Linked DNA regions of Mus musculus: region 1 is linked to region 2. A link is a contact called in public promoter capture Hi-C data. All regions are on one chromosome and are shown on one strand. Each heading gives the region's core, a stretch centred on a gene start, on an enhancer-like site or on the middle of the called end of the contact. The rest is flanking DNA. Distances are from core to core; before and after follow the strand shown. Region 1 has its middle 15 kb from the start of Gm33519. Region 2 overlaps Auh (AU RNA binding protein/enoyl-coenzyme A hydratase).

Region 1 (3,457 bases), core at 740-3,239, 120 kb after region 2:
TTATCACAGAGAAAGGAGCCTCCCTTGAGGAAATGCCTCCATGAGATCCAGCTGTAAGGCATTTTCTCAATTAGTGATCAAGTTGGGAGGGCCCATTGTGGGTGGTACCATCCCTTGGGCTGGTAGTCCTGGGTTCAACAAGAAAGCAAGCTGAGCAAGCCAGAGGAAGCAAGCCAGTAAGTAGTACCCCTCCATGGCCTCTGCATCAGCTCCTGCTTCCTGACCTGCTTGAGTTCCAGTCCTGACTTCCTTGGTGATGAACAGCAATGTGGAAGTGTAAGCTGAATAAACCCTTTCCTCCCCAACTTGCTTCTTGGCCATGATGCTTTGTGTAGGAATAGGAACCCTGAGTAAGACATGCCTCATCAGAGAGTTTCTGTCTTTTCCTGGTTGCTTTGGGGATCTTTTCAGGCCAGCACTGTTTCCCTCTGCATCCTGAAAGCTGGGCTTATGGTTTCTTTGTGGGGCCACCAGGGCGGTGCTAATAGCCATCAGCAGTCTGCTCTCAGTGGCTCTTTTGCGGTTGAAGTATGAGTCTGCCTGCTGTCCAAAGGTTGTCAGAAAGTTCCGGGGAAGTGGGTGAAAGGACCTACCCCCAACAAAAGCCACTGAGAATTCTGTGTAACTCAGCACCCAAAGCGCCCACAGATCAGAAGGTGTGGGTCATCCGACCATGTAGACGGTGCCCGCATGCCCCATCAGCTTACGGCACGCTCCCATGAGATGCTCTCTGAGGATGTGTCTCCATAAGACTTTATGCTTTGCATCAGCACCAAGCCAGAACTCACTGGCTGTGGAATTCCCATTCCCCAGGCTATGCAGAGCAGCCTGGCTGTGCCTCTGCCTGGGCTCAGGATTTCCTTGAAATTTTCCTTCCACTGGGATGCAGCATCATTCATTCATAGGACCGTGAAAACAGGGCTGTCTGTAGCAAGCTTCCCCACCCATTCCCCAAAAGCCCTCACTGCCTGAGACACATTCGAATGCAAAATCAAAGTGAAAGTAGCTATGTAGCTACCTTGAGATTCCCACACAGTTGCTTGGCCTAGGAATAAGACAGAAGAAGTATTCCGGTAACGCATTAGGCATGCTGGTACACACTTACAATCCCAACACTTGAGAAGCAGAGGCAAGAGGATTTAAGTTTAAGGTCACCCTTGCTACTTAGCAAGTTGGGGGCCAGCCTGGGCTACACAAGTTCCTGTCTCAAAGATTAAACAACAAGAACTGTTAGCTCTTCCATTTAAACTCTCCTTCGGGAATATTTTTTAATGGATAAATATGTGCTTAACATATTAGCCTCAAAATGTTTGTGTCTGCTAAAGAAATGCTTTGCATAGACTGTACACTGTCCCTCTTTTAAGTAAGCAAATCAGAAGGCAATCTAATTATTGACCTTTGATATGAGAAACTTAGCGAAAGTAGAAAGATCAAGTTGTTTCCAAGGTCCGAGAGTATGGCCTTCCATTATGAAAAGTGTGATTACCACGTTCTAGTCGATGGGAACTTTGCCTCTTTTTGGGGCTACAAAAATGGACCTTTCTGACCTCTGTGGAAGAGATTGTGAAACTTTCTGCATGTCCAGTTTTTTTTTTTTTTTTTAAGTTCCATTAAGTGAAATCCAAAACTGTAACTCAACACAGTTTGGAGACAGATGACTAATTTCCTAAACTATTTTTGGATTTTCCCCGCTTCATCCTTTGCAGCTTCCAGAGAAAACTTCCCCATGAAGTCTGCTGCCCCCTCAAAGCCCCTTATCCCCAGAGTGATAGAAAGTGAAGAGTTACTAATGAAACCAGTTTAAAAATACTCACACCCCCACCCCAACCCGGGTGCTGCCTCCTGTTCACTGGTAAGGAATGTGGCCGTGCTCGTGCAGCCAAGGGTAATCTAAAGGAATGTTCATAAGATACCCATGGCATTACATCAGTGCACAGTCCCCAAAATCCATGGAGACTTTCCAAAACACAGTCGGGCCACACTGACAGGCCAGCGAGTCAATACACAAGGCAAAGGGAAAATAGCACATATCCTACCAAGCACTGAGGCTGAGCTATACAGCCACAGAACAAAGCTGCCAGAAACATCTGCCTCTCAACCCACTCATTTAAGCAAATGGTAGTGGACCCTGAAGGCTAAGCAGGAGACATCCAGAGACAAAAATGTCCAGCCCTGACCCTCTGATGATGAACACAATGTTCTTTCCAGGGAGTGAGGTGGCTCTAAGTTATCCTGTGCTTCCAGGTATTGTGACTCCAGGGGAGGCGCTACTATAAATTGGAATTCAGTCCATATATCTTCAGCACACTGATGTGTTAGGCTTATATAAGTCTGGAAGAGCAAGCTTAGAGTATGGGATGGGGAGCCCTGTGAAAAGAACGTACAAAGGGAACCGGGAGCGAGTTCTTAGGAGCAGTGTCTTCTGAGATCTTGTGTCCCACTGAAATCTCTCCATGTTCTCCTGCAGTGCTCCTACCCCTGGCTTGATGACCACTGTGACCAGCCTCCGTTCCTGGCTTCACTTCCTGGCGAGCTCAAGAAGCAAACATCTCCCTGCTGTGTCCTTATAGGTTTTTGTCACCTGGTCATGTCTACACTCAACTCATGTCTGTTCTCCTGCCAGCTGCCTCCAGCCTGACATACCCACCATCTCCAGGTCTTCCATGAAAAGGGGTTGTCTTCTCTGCATCCTGAACTGTTCCTTGGGATCCCCATCTTTGGGGCACCTCTCCTAGTCCTCAGCTGCCCCTTGAGCACAGGGCTGGCAGGCAGTTAGGGCTGTCCACAAACCACTGAGGGCTGATGGAGGGGGAGAACCGCCGATGTAGGAAGGGAGACAGAGTGAATAGACAGAATCACAGCCAGGTCAGAGAGCGTTTAAAGCTGAGTCAGGAAATGTCTGTTCTGAGGATCCATGGAAATGATCAAAACCTCAACATTTCCCCAAGCTGTCTTGTGCAGAATAGCTTACCTCAGCAGTGTGGGTCTCTAGGCCTCTTTGGGAAGCACACACATGGATTGTTGTCATTAACAACTGCCACCTTGGGCTGGAGAGATGGCTTAGTGGTTAAGAGCGCTGACTACTCTTCCAGAGGTCCTGAGTTCAATTCCCAGCAACCACATGATGGCTCACAACCATCTGTAATGGGGTCTGATGCCCAATTCTGGTGTGTCTGAAGATAGCTACAGTGTACTCACATACATAAAATAAATTAAAAAAAAAAAACGACACCCAACCACCACCCTCCTCCTTTCATTTGCAGACTCTAACTCCACAGTATTCTTGGCTCTGGCCATTCACTGTGTCTCTGTTGGTGGTAGTTTGAATGAGAACATTCCCCATAGGCTCATTTATTTCCTTGGCCTTCTGTTGGTGGAACTGTTTGGGAAGGATTAGGGGCGTGGCCTTGCTGGAGAAGGCATGTCACTGATGATCTTTGTTCACTCCCCAGTATCC
Region 2 (3,417 bases), core at 88-2,587:
TTCAAACAGAGACAGGGACCTCTACTCAGTAAGGGGACACTCAATAAAAATATGGAAGCCAAGGATGGTGACACACACCTACAATCCAAGCACTCTGAGAAGCTGAGGCAAGGGAATCACAAGTTCAAGGTTAGCCTGAGCTACACAGAGAAACCATGCCTGAGAGGGTGAATGAGAACAGGCAAAGAAAGCGGGACAGGAGGAGACCATGAATGAAAGGGGGAAGAGGTGGCAGTGGGGGGTGGGGGGCTGGAACAGGGCAGGACATAAATGGAGACAATATATCTACATAGACACTGTGACAAACGGGCACAGGACAAGACGTTTAGACTCATTAGAGAAATGCAGACTAGAGTCATAATGCCATGAGCGGCAGGATGCATCACAGCACCAGGGCACACTCCTCTCTCTGTGCTCTCTCGCTCTCGCTCTCTCTCACGCACTCACTCTCTCTCTCACCCCCACACCCCCACATTCTCTCATGCACACATAAACACACATACTCTCATACACACACACACACACTCTCATACACATGTAAACACACACACTCTCTATGCATACATAAACACACATACACTCTCATGCACACATAAACACACTCACACTCTCTATGCACACATAGACACACACACAAACACACATTCTCTCTCTTGGCCTCTTAGTTTGGAGGTCTTGCGGCATCTAACTAAGAACTTGTGTGTGGCTGGCTCGGTTGTAGAAGACCTAGTAACTCCACTCCTGAGCACTCACCCACCCAAGAGAATAAAAACACACGCCCACAAAGACTTGTCTGTGAACGTCTCAGAAACCACCATAGTTTCAGGGTGAACCTTCCCTCTAAGATGTCCCAAGTCATCCCAGCCCTGATGCACTTAGCCACCATAGTCCTGACCAAGGGGCCACCAAACATAGAACTGGAGCCTCCACACCTCTGAACCCAGATGAATTAGCCTTTCCTCGGTCAGAGTCCATCACCTCAGTTGTTTCCTTACAGTGACTGAACGGTGCTGATGCAAGTGTGGTCCGCACAAAACCAAACTATCACGTGCTCAGCAGAAAACCAGCAGCTCCACAGGAAAATGGAACCACGGAAATTCACGGCCAAACAGCAAAGCATTATGGTAGATCAAACAGGCCAGACACAAAAGACCTACAATCTATCCTGCAAGGTTCCAAACACCTTTGTCTGAGGAGACAAAGTAGCCTTTTTTTTTTTTTTTTTTTTTTTTTTTTTGGTTTTAAGGGTTCTTCACTGTAAGAAAAAAAAAAGATTTATACAAATGGACAGTCTGTATACCAAGGCTTAAACATCTGTTAAAACATCAATTATGCACTTAAAAGTGGTAAATGTCATTCCAAGTAGTTCATATCCTCAATGAAATAGTTAGCAGTGTTTTATGTAAACCAATGCATGCAACACAAAAGAGCAAAATAGCCCTGTGCCCCTTCACTCCTACAGAACTGACTTGTATAACACATCAGAGCGAAACCCCGAGGCTCTGAAGCAATCTCTTAAATAGATTTCTTCATTAGTCAGAGGCTCCCACACTCAATTCCCGTCATGACATCTGAACACACACCATTTAACAACGCGTGCTGACGGTTTTAGTGAGGAGGCCTTAGTCATAACACAATTTACTAGAATTCAAAAGCAGAAGCGAAACGACCTTTACTTTTTGGGGGAAAAAACCCACACTGGCATAATTCAGTGAAACACTCAATTTAGACTCTGCGCAGAGCAACGGCTGCTAAGAACTGGGTGTCATTTGTCCAGAAACTGCAATGAGGCAAAAGCGAGGCTTGGTTAAGTTTTCATTTTAGAACGTTACGGTAAAAACACCACCACGTATTTACTGCGTGGTGTTAGAACAGAGACGCAAAGATAACAGCTGACCACAGGGACCAGCTGCTGGCAGCTTCTACACGCCGAGCAGCCTGACCTAAAGGGCTTTTCCATCATTCCATCGAAGGTGACATTACTAAAACTAAACAGATCCTAAGCATCGGGAAATAACAGATTTTAGAGGACGAATACATATGTAAAGAGGTGAACCTTAAATCAAATACACAATTCCTATCAAGCATAGGGGACAAAGCTATGTAGGGCTGATAACGCCCCCCACACATACACACACACACACACACACACACACACACACACACACACGCACGCACACAATGTCCCCTGCAATATTCCAAAGGGGCCAACCGTGAGTCCAGAAGCTTTAACCTACAAGGAACCACGCACTATGCATCCTGGTCTGCAAAGCCACTGAGGCAATAAGCACACAGTTGGGGGGTGGGGGTGGGGAAAGGGAGGTTGCTCCTTTGAGATCTTAGGATAAAAGTCAAGGTTAAAAAACAAAACAAAACAAAAGCCTGAGGGTTTGACATTACAACACTGGGGTACATGGGGTACGGCCCCTGCTGAACATGGGAAAGGGCCTGGGCTGCATCTGCAGCACAGGAGCACTTCGCCGCACAGGCCTCTACATAACGGACTCTGTAAGTCCGTGTTTTGGTCTTAGCCTTTTCCTTCAGTGGTTTTAGACTAACCCAGGAGCTGAGTCACCACCATAGCTATCACTTCAGAAAGTACACTTAGGCACCCTATGCACTATCCAGTTAGCTTCTGCAAAGGAGATCACCATTTCAGAAGTTTCAGGATAAACTGTATGCCCAACCCAAGGTCTGACTTGTAAACAGTCCACAGGGCTGGAGTGATGCTAGGAGGGACATCAACGTGCACCCCCTCTCTGCTGCTAGCACCCCACGTCTCAGCGCCGCCTTCACCCTAAGTGCCCACTTAACATTCTAATTGACGCGTCAATCCTCTTGCACGTCTGTGTGCTTGGTAGAGTGATACAATAGTATTTAGTAATTAGACGTGATAAAGTGTCTTTATTAGAGGAATGTAGGGTGAGGAAAGCCTTCTCTTTGTACACTTTTTCCAATATTTTGATCCAGAATCTATTGTTTACATTTTGATTTAAAATGTAAGTAAAATAGAGTTTCAATTCTACCGTGAGATTTAAATGGGAAGTCAGGCCTCCCGGTCTAAGCTCCAATGCTATGTAGGAATGAATCCTTTTCCTGACCCAGGTAGTAACTGCCTGTTTTCATGATATTTTAGGAGAAAAGGAAGGGAAAATAAACAGATGACTACAGCTAGAAACACTGTCGGTAAACAGGAGCATGGTCTGAGATGCTCAGAGTCATCCAAGCCAACAGCCCCTAAGAACACACTATGAACGAATGCACTGTCCAGCTGGGGCAAATACACACGCTGAGTCCCATTGCGATTTGTGTTCTGAGACCACAAAACAGGATTTTTCAAAGACAGCTTCCCCTGCTCCAGAGACCTGAGGCAAGCCCACCCCAGAGGCTTCAAGTTATCAGAAATGAACAAGCTAT

The links. Capture Hi-C pulls out chosen DNA fragments and counts their contacts.
Region 1: a contact with region 2 is called in a promoter capture Hi-C map of adipose tissue. The contact joins two enhancer-like sites. A contact is called at or near these places in 3 of 9 other capture datasets (adipose tissue, liver and pancreatic islet).

Annotation. Positions count from the first base shown.
Region 1 is chr13:53,031,857-53,035,313 of GRCm38.p6, forward strand. No RefSeq gene overlaps it. Among named protein-coding and RNA genes, the nearest start is that of Gm33519, 15 kb to the left of the region's middle. Within about 2 kb of position 1,990, at least 65 of the 459 cell types and tissues checked have an H3K27ac peak or open chromatin away from gene starts, as enhancers often do. A contact at or near this core is called in adipose tissue, where this site is marked.
Region 2 is chr13:52,913,129-52,916,545 of GRCm38.p6, forward strand. The region is part of intron 3 of Auh (AU RNA binding protein/enoyl-coenzyme A hydratase); the gene reads right to left. Among named protein-coding and RNA genes, the nearest start is that of Auh, 15 kb to the right of the region's middle. Within about 2 kb of position 1,338, at least 85 of the 459 cell types and tissues checked have an H3K27ac peak or open chromatin away from gene starts, as enhancers often do. A contact at or near this core is called in adipose tissue, where this site is marked.